Linked DNA regions of Gossypium hirsutum: region 2 is linked to region 1. Evidence: chromatin contacts called from public Hi-C data. All regions are on one chromosome and are shown on one strand. The core of a region is the stretch at or near the end of the contact, and the rest is flanking DNA. Distances in the headings are between cores, read along the strand shown.

Evidence for each region. A called contact is a pair of places that touch in the nucleus more often than the background predicts.
Region 2: a Hi-C map of leaf shows a contact between it and region 1, with 1.7 times the contacts expected there. The contact joins the enhancer-like site here to the promoter of LOC107886933 in region 1. A contact is called at or near these places in 2 of 34 Hi-C or Micro-C datasets (callus and leaf).

What each region holds. Positions count from the first base shown.
Region 1 is chrA03:101,750,032-101,754,915 of Gossypium_hirsutum_v2.1, reverse strand. It overlaps LOC107886933 (pentatricopeptide repeat-containing protein At1g05670, mitochondrial), which reads right to left and starts at 2,733. Exons shown (of 4, transcript XM_041100098.1): 1 at 2,588-2,733; 2 at 2,049-2,086; 3 at 1,893-1,935; 4 at 1-1,519. The coding sequence starts at 1,377.
Region 2 is chrA03:102,073,005-102,077,342 of Gossypium_hirsutum_v2.1, reverse strand. No RefSeq gene overlaps it. Among protein-coding and RNA genes, the nearest start is that of LOC107929704, 56 kb to the left of the region's middle. Within about 2 kb of position 1,407, at least 6 of the 9 cell types and tissues checked have an H3K27ac peak or open chromatin away from gene starts, as enhancers often do. A contact at or near this core is called in leaf, where this site is marked.

The sequences.
Region 1 (4,884 bases), core at 1,484-3,983:
CATTTGCACCATCTGATTATGGAGGGAGAACGCCTCTTTCATTTCACCTGCCTTACAATAACCATCAATAAGTGCTGTGTATGTAAATTCATCGGGTTCCAACCCTCTTCCAAGCATTTCTTGAAAGATATTACAAGCTTCTGTCATCTTTCCAGTTCGACATAACCCACAGATTATAGATGTATAAGTTAATAAATCAGGGATAATTTTTCGACCCTGCATCTCATTTAACAACTTGTACGCAAGAGCAATATTCCCTAGCTTACAAAAACCATCTATGAGAGTTGTGTATACCACAATATCAGGGAGTATTCCCTGGTTCAACATATCTCTCAAAGCTTTCTCTGCTTCAACTACCTTACCAGTCTCACACAATAGATATATTATGCTGCTATAGGTATAAGGGTTGGGCTTTAATGCTTTACTTTGCATTTCGTCAATTAGCCTTAACACCATTTGCAGCCTCCCCACATGACAATATCCATCAATTATGGTGCTGTATGTTACAACATCCGGAAGACAGCCCCTCAACTCCATCTGCAAGAGTAAACGGTGGGCTTCTTTTATTTTCCCTAATTGACAGAGGGAGTGAATGATAATGTTGTATGACGCTGTATTCCAACAAATGCCAACATCAGGAAGTTCAAAGAAAACCTTTATAGCTCTCAAAAACCCATCAAAGTGGTCTCTTAATTTACTAAGATATATGTTTAAAGAATCAACAGAGATAATCAATCCATAATTCAACATTTTGTCAAAGAGCTTCTTCCCTTCATCAAGCAACCCAACTTCAACGAGAACTTGAAAAAAAACATCAAACACTTTGGGATCTGAACCCCAGTCCTTGTAAGTGTAAATTAATCGTTCAAGGATGTAATTGAGTGATAGACCAATATCCAAATCAGGTTTTGACCAAAAGTCATGAATAAGTTGATGAGCCATTTTTAAATCTTTAGAAGCTACGGCAATTTGGATAACAATGCAACGGGCTTCGAGTATTGGGTCTCTACGCAAGCATGCCCACTCAAAGAAATCCAAAACAAGTCTATATTCACCCTTAATGTTCATCAGAACCCAAATCAAATGATCAGATCTAAATTTTGACTCATAAGGCTTCAGAACACGACAGACGGGCTCAGAACGGCGTAATTTTATTGCATTTGAGATTTGATGCACAAGTTCTGAGTCCTTGACGGTAGGTTTCTTTGGGGAATAATCGGGAAAAGGCCTGGTATTGGCAGAGTCCGACAAGTGGAGTATAGGGCCCAAATATCTTTTGAAGAAAGGTGGACCAGATTTGGGGGCAAAACTTTGGGGATAACAATGAGATAAGAGCTGGAAACAATGGCTCAAGGAAGAGACAGCAAACTTGATCATCTTTGCAGGAAAAACCCATCACGAGAAATTTTGAGAATCTTTGTTCAAGAAGACAGCAATTCCTCTCCATGAAGAAGAAACAGAATGAAGGAACTTTCTCATCACACCATCATAAGGAGAATGCAAATTATCATGGTAAAAGCTGCATATATTAGGATAATAATAAATAGACGTTAGCATAGTAGCAAATCAGTGAAATCACATTTTCAGCAACACTCAATCATTACTAAATGCTAAGTGATATGAAATGCCCACTAATATCATCATTAAGCAACACATTAAATTGATATTCACAAATTTATCACTCTCTTCTCATTTGAGCTAAACTTCGTACATAAACCACATGTCATTATGGAGGTGAAGTCAATAGTTAAACAATGAAGGTAATCATTTTAACAAAAATGTTGGTTCACCTCTCTGACTTGTGCAATCAATAAACATTTCTAATGAATTTGAAATTAATGAAAAAAGAATATATAAATCAAATGCTATTCAAGCAGTGAAATTTGAAGTACCTTGTTTTCTCCTTTCAGCAAAACATATTCCTCCGAGTAAAAACTGCTATAGGGAACGAAAGAATTATTTAGCTAATGATGTTATTCCATATGGTGACAGAAGTCACAAAGATCAACACCTCAAGCAAGCCGTATGCAAAACATAAACTCTCATACATCAAAATTTCAACAGCATCTTGTTCAGTGGCCTTTTCCTGATGATGGAGAAAACACTTATATTAGTCAACTGCTGAAATTCTATATTCAGTTCTACTACTGGAAACTTATAAAGAGCCTATTCAATCACCTCTAAAATGTCAAAGCTAAATAAATATATCATCAGTTCCTACTGTTTGTGAAGGAAAAGAATTTCAAACCATGTACTAATGAAAGCAGCTAATTTCAACAGCTTAACAACAAATGTACCCTTTTTCTATACCGATATGAATAGTTCTCTCATAGGCAATTCATCAAACATAAGGAGAGTAAACTTTAGATTCTTTACCATACGCAATCCACACAAAAAAAAAATTTACTATAATTCTATAATCTCAATTGAATCCATAGAGAAACCCAAGAAACGGCTGGAACAACACATTGCGGCAGATTTTAAAGAGCACCTCAAAGAAAGAAAGAAAAAAGTCGATGGCATAGAAAATAAAAGAAAATAAAATAAAGAAAACCCATTAACAGGAAAACGTGAATGCGACTGATACCTTGAATTCGAAGAAAACCAGTAGGAAGGTGCTTCAGTTGGTTTCCTAGTTCCAAAAGAGGTACGAAGATTTTGCTTCGACTGTTCAGCTACAGAAGTAAAAGAGAGACCAAATTGCAGTAGGTGAGCTGCCAGTTGGGACAGTGCTTCATCGTATGGGTTGGGCTTCTACATGATTTTCTCGGCTTCTATTGGGCTTTTTATTTGTTATAGGCCATCAAATCAAATTCAGTTGGGAATTGGAAAATGTATAAATATATGTAGTAATTCATATTCTCTAAATAAAAGAATGCGAGTACTAATAAAATTAATAAAATAAATAAACTTTCTAAATAAATTTATCTACTTATTCTAATATTTCATATTTGTTAAGTTATTCTCTCTTTAACATTAAATATAAACTCATTTTATTAATAATTGATCCCCAATCAAGTATAAAGATAGATTTTGTGACTTTTGCAGCCTCAACTTTGGAAGTTTGGCTTTAGACCTAACTTCCAAACCTTCCAAGTATATATGCCCTTTTGTCAATCAAGTTCACCCCAACCGATGAGTTTTGTCGAACTTGGTTCTAGGATGCAAGAAGAAGAGGAGAAAGAGCTATCATTTCTTTTGTAAGCCTCAGGAAAATGATATGGCTCAAGCCTTTAGCTAGTTACATTTCAAGTACCCTTCCCTTGAGGGTTTTGGGAATTTTACCATCATATAGAAAATGGCCACAACCATCTTGGCCATTCATGTTATTGGCCTACCAGAAGATTGCATTATATGCAGTCAGATGGTTTACCACTAAAAGGTCAATCATCTTTATGACCGTATGTTCATCGCCCAATACCATTGAGAGGGTGATAGATTTCTTGACCGTGATTGGCTGTTTGGCAAAACCATATACTGGGCTAGCTTTCATTAATGTTCTGTCCCTGAGACCCATCTTGTGAAAGGCCTTGGCTGTTAAAATGTCTACCAAACTCTCCATGTCTACTAGGATTCTTTTAACCTAAAAGGTTGAAATGGTGGCTGAGATAATATGAGGTCATCTCCAATAGTTTTATGCCATATTAGTAATTTCATCCTGAATTTTAAGATTTTAATTTAGATTTGACTTTTTTTTCAGGATCAAAATATTAAAATTTAGGATGAAAATGATAATGTAGGATAAAACTATTGGAAAAGTGATACAGATGACGTGGCATCAGTGTTTCATACAATCTTTCCCTAGTAACATAATATTAGTTTTGTCAGAAGAAGAAGACACTTCCTTTGAAAAATCATCTTCCAAAAATAAAAATCATAAAAAAATCTGAAAAGCAGAAAAGAAATTATACTTATCAACAACAATATGATTTCTAATCCTATAAACAACTTATATAACATTGGAAGAATAAATTTTTTTAAGACATCTGATAAAAATGAAAGAATAGAATATCTAAAACTAATAGAACAACTTTATAAAAAAACATAAATACCTATTTGTATTATTCAATTATCATTATATGTTAAACTATCATACTACAAATAGTAGTAGTAGTTCTAATAATTCTAATAATTCTATAGACTTAGAAGACATAAATGTTACAAGTTATAAATCTGATGAAGAAAATACTTCAACAAATGAAAAAGAAAATATAGAAATATCAGAACCAATGGATACTAATCAAACAAATCAAGATCCTAATGGAAAAATAAAATTAGATATGGATCTTTAAAAGATGATTATTTAAGATCCTTTAATAAAAAAAATGAACAAGTTGAAAATATAACAAGAATTTTTGGTAATCAAACCGAAAATATTGCTACTAACGAAATAAAATATGAAAATTTAGAAGAATCGTCTACCCAACCTGTCCCACATAGGATAGATGATCTAAATAAAAGAAATGTTGCTCAAGGAAGAATATATTTAGATCCAACTAATATTCTTATAACAAACTATGAAAAAACCATAGATGAATGGGCATAGTCTATGACTATAGTTGTTAACAACAACACGTGGTCAAAAAAAAAAATTTTAAATTATTTTGTTATAACACTTCAAGGAAATGTTCTACAATTCCTAAGAAGATGGGAAGAATCAAAAAAAGGAAAAGAACAAAAAGAGCAGTTAATCAACCAAATTTAAACTCCTAAAGATGTATTAAAAGGGTTAACTTATATTCTAAAAATAGAATTTTGTGGCTATACTGATAAAAAAAAGATCAAGATAGTTTGTCTAGTTATGTATTGTCAAAAATTAAATTGTGTGATATCAGATGTCTAGAAGATTTTCTAAAAAAAATTTCTTCATTGGGATGAGATTTG
Region 2 (4,338 bases), core at 158-2,657, 320 kb before region 1:
AAATACTTCAATTTATTAAACAACACTTTACATGTAACTTCAATTTATATTCATGACAATGAATAAATTTATACAGTTACAAAATATCAGTTATTAAATAGTTATTTTATTCAGTGTTATGGTTCTAATATCTGTTTAATTATTAATTGATGATACTTACTGTGTATGAACTTGTATAGTATAGTATATTGAATGCAAACCCTAATTATGAGATTGTACTCTTAAGTTTATATTAATATTAAATCTTTAACGGAATTGATGTTATGGGCCAATTGATAAAAAATTAATTAAAAAATAATTAATAATTAATAATTATATTTATATTTTATATAAAATCTAAAAAAAATAAAATAAAATTTAAAGTTTCTCAAATCCTCATCTTTTATAATTTCAATAAAAATCTTTTTTAAGTAAAGAAATTATTTTTGCCCATACTGTAAATGTCCTATAATATAAGATAATTGATTTCTTTAGGATTTCGTAAGTGTTGTTCTTTCTTTCTTCTATGCAACTTGTTAGTTAAAATTATAATTTGAGATAATTTCAATCATATATTTCAAGTTTTTGGCTTCCAGAACAAAACTTTTATAAAAAGTTATTACTTACATTTATATCTCAACTACTCGAATCATACCAAAAGAAGAAAAAAATAAAGCAAGTCTCCAACAACGTGGGAATTCACTATATCTATCACAACTGTTTCAATAACATTAACTACTCAAACATCATACATAAATTGACCAAAACTAATTTGTTTAAACATAATATTTTTTTACTCAATTTGGTAATTAAATTTATTTTCATACTTATACATTTTTTTTCATTTTATTACTTGAATTTATAATTGGATTTATTTTTATTTCTAAACTTGAATTCCGTCAAAATTTAATGATATGACCAGTGTTCTTAGAATATAACTAGATTGATTGATCGGATCGATTTGATAAAAAATTAGTCAGTATATTATTCCGGTCGAACAAAAAAAGTTTAATTGATTGAATCAAAAACTACTCAACCAATAAAAATAGAAAATTATGACAAGAATTAATAGTCGAATATGTTAACTAGTTTAACTTTTTAAAATAGAAAACATTATGATTATTTATTTAATTTTTGTTAGTTTAACTGTTAAATTAATCAAACCAATTGAATTAAGAATAGTGATATGATCGGTTCAATCATTTCTTCTATTATTAGAATATGATGTCTCCCCTGTCCTTTGGCTTCCCAGTGGTCGATGGTGTCTTTTCTTGACCTGGGCCAGGGCATACTCTTTAGCAGAGGCATTCATGACGACGACGGGTGGGACCACCGTGCTTCTTTCTTCCTCGACATCCCTTGGCGTTCCCTAAACCTCCGCCTCCGATTACAGAGGTTGAGGAGCCTTTTAGGAGCTGGGTTTTACTGGTAATGTTTGACGCTGGGACCTTCGGTTTTTTGGGGCCTGATTTTTATTATTGTATGTATGGGCTTTCTGGGCCACTATTGCACTTATTCCCATTCTTTAATGAATGTTTTATGTTGGAAAAAAGGCATACTCACTTTGGCCCCTAAACTATATAATTTTTTCACTTTAGTATCCAATCTTTTTTCATCTAACTTTGATATTTTCTAAAGTTTGATGATCCTGTGTAAAAAAAAATTCGTTATTTGAAAAATTTTCCTGAAATCATTTTTCACAAGTTGTTCTTAATAAAACAAACACAACATAATTTATTTTTTACAAAATATTATAGTAATAATTAATATCATATATAAACTTAATAATAAACAATGTTTAATTAAAACCTAATTTAAATTACATATATTACGCATATGAAAGTGGATAGTGACACATTTGAGTTGTAAGAGATAAATATAAAATTGTAATATATATTTTTAAAATATTCATATTTTTCGCTCAAATTTTTTTCATATCTTATATCAGAAAACATTTATTATTAAATATTTATAAATTGTAATATATCTTTATTATTAAAATATTAATATAAATATTTTTCAATAATATATTTATAATATTATTTAAAATTTAAAATTATTATTGTTAATTTTTTATTAAAATAAAATTGTAATATTAAATAATTTATTAAAATAATAAATTATATTATTAAATATAAATAATTAAATATGCATGTTTAAGAATATTACACATTACAATATTTGATACTAATATTTTATTATTTTAATATTTTTAAATATTTTAAAATAAAAATAAAAATTGATTATTAATATAATAATATTAGATTTGATTCAAGTTAATTTTTATATAAAGATAAAATTATTCATAAAAGAGTTCATTTTCGAAAAATAACTTACGCTTTTCAAAATGGTAAGTTAATTTACAAGAAAATGGACTTATTTTCAGTTGACCGAGTTGTTTTTCATGAAACCAACATTCATTTTCCATAAAACAAATGCACCCTCAAACTATCCTTTGTTACCCAAATTGGCCCATGATGTTAAAAAAAATAAGGATAAAATACAAAAATGGTCACTAAAATATTTCTCACGTTCTATTTTGGTCACTAAATTTTAAATTCTTTTCGATTTAGTCATTAAACTATTCAAAATTAAATTTTTTGGTCACCAAGCAATAAAAGCCATTTGAAATTTGACAGAAGTGTTGACTGGGTTTTTTTTATTGGTCTAATAATAAATTTAACCCTCTAATATTTACACATTCTATCAATTTGATCTTAAATATATATAAAAAACAACAAATTTAACTCACAATGTTTACAAAATTTGTCATTTTAGTTTAAATTCTAAAAATTCAATAAATTTATGCCACAGTATTTACTAAATGACAAATTTTAATTTTTAAAATAGTGTTATTGATCTGAAAAAGGTTAAATTTTACAAACTTAAATTTAAGCCTTTTCTTAATACATGTAAAATAAATAATGTACTTGGGAGTGCAAAGCTATTTCCTTTCCTCTAAGCTGATTGAACATCTTATTGCCAACGATTTGGCGAGTAACCACCCCAATAGGAGCAAACATGCCTTTCCTAACAGGAGTAAACACCATTTACATCCTTTAATTACTAAGCCATCACCATCACGATTCAAGAAGAAGTACGTACGCAGATCACAGATGTCGCTTTTAAACATAGAAATTTGTGCCCTTAATTAGAATATATTTTCAATACTAACTCATTACTTCTCTATATCTCTTCATTTCATTATTACCGACCAAGTCTTAGTCTTGAATAGTACTTTACCATATAGTCTATATATATATTGTCCTTACTGATTCTTCTGATTTCATTTAAAAGTCATACAAAATTAGCCACCAAGAAAAATCTATTAGAATGCGCCACCTCATCATGGTACACCACAAAGAACATCCTTCATAGTTCTTTATTGAGAGTCCTATTAAGACATGCCACTAGGGCAATCCATTGTAGTTATATAATCAAATTATATAAATAATTATAATATTTATATTTTAAATTATTTTTATAAGCTAATAAGTCCTTGTTTTAGTTGGAAAAGGCGAAGGCCCTAAATCTTAAGTATTTAGGTTCGAGACTCATCGTTCGCAATTTTATGCGTGGATTTCAAAGTCACACCATGTGCGACACCCATGTGTGAGTTTAGTTCAACTAGTTCAGTTTGTTGACATTAGTCTGGACTGTACCAGTTCTTAGTCCAATCATGTTATAATGGTTTGATTGTACTTTATCATTCCTCTAACAGTATATATTGTAATAGTTTGATACTTGTGATTATTCAAACATATATATTTATACTTGTCACACTTATAAAAAAAATATTTTTATAAAACTATTAATTAAAAAAACTCTCGACCAATTACCGGTTCATGGAAAGCTCGAGCCTTAGAAATTTCCTACCATAATATTACTGATTATTGACAAATTAATCCATTTGAAATGGATTTGCAAAATGATCGTTTTCTTGAATGGAAATGTGCCAAAAATGAGATGCTTAATTATAAGGCTATCAATAGTTTCATTTTTGGGCCTTTAGCAAGACTAGGCTTAGCCCAAGCTCCTTCTGCTCTTTCGACTTTTCAAGTAGAAGAAGCAACATAAGATGATGTGTAGCTGTTTTTCTTTTAATTAAACATTTCTCCTTCTTAATTTTCCATCTTCAGTTAACCAAACAAAATTAATTTATTTTCTATCCTATTAGGCCTATCTGTATCCTACTAGTTTGTATTACTTGGACTTCACTAAAAAATGAAACTTACAAGTTTATTGCTAAATAAATAAATAGAACATACTTGATTATAATTTTTATAATATATTTAGAATTTTTAATATTTTTTAATATTTAATATTTATATTTAATTTTAAATAATATTAAAATTTTTA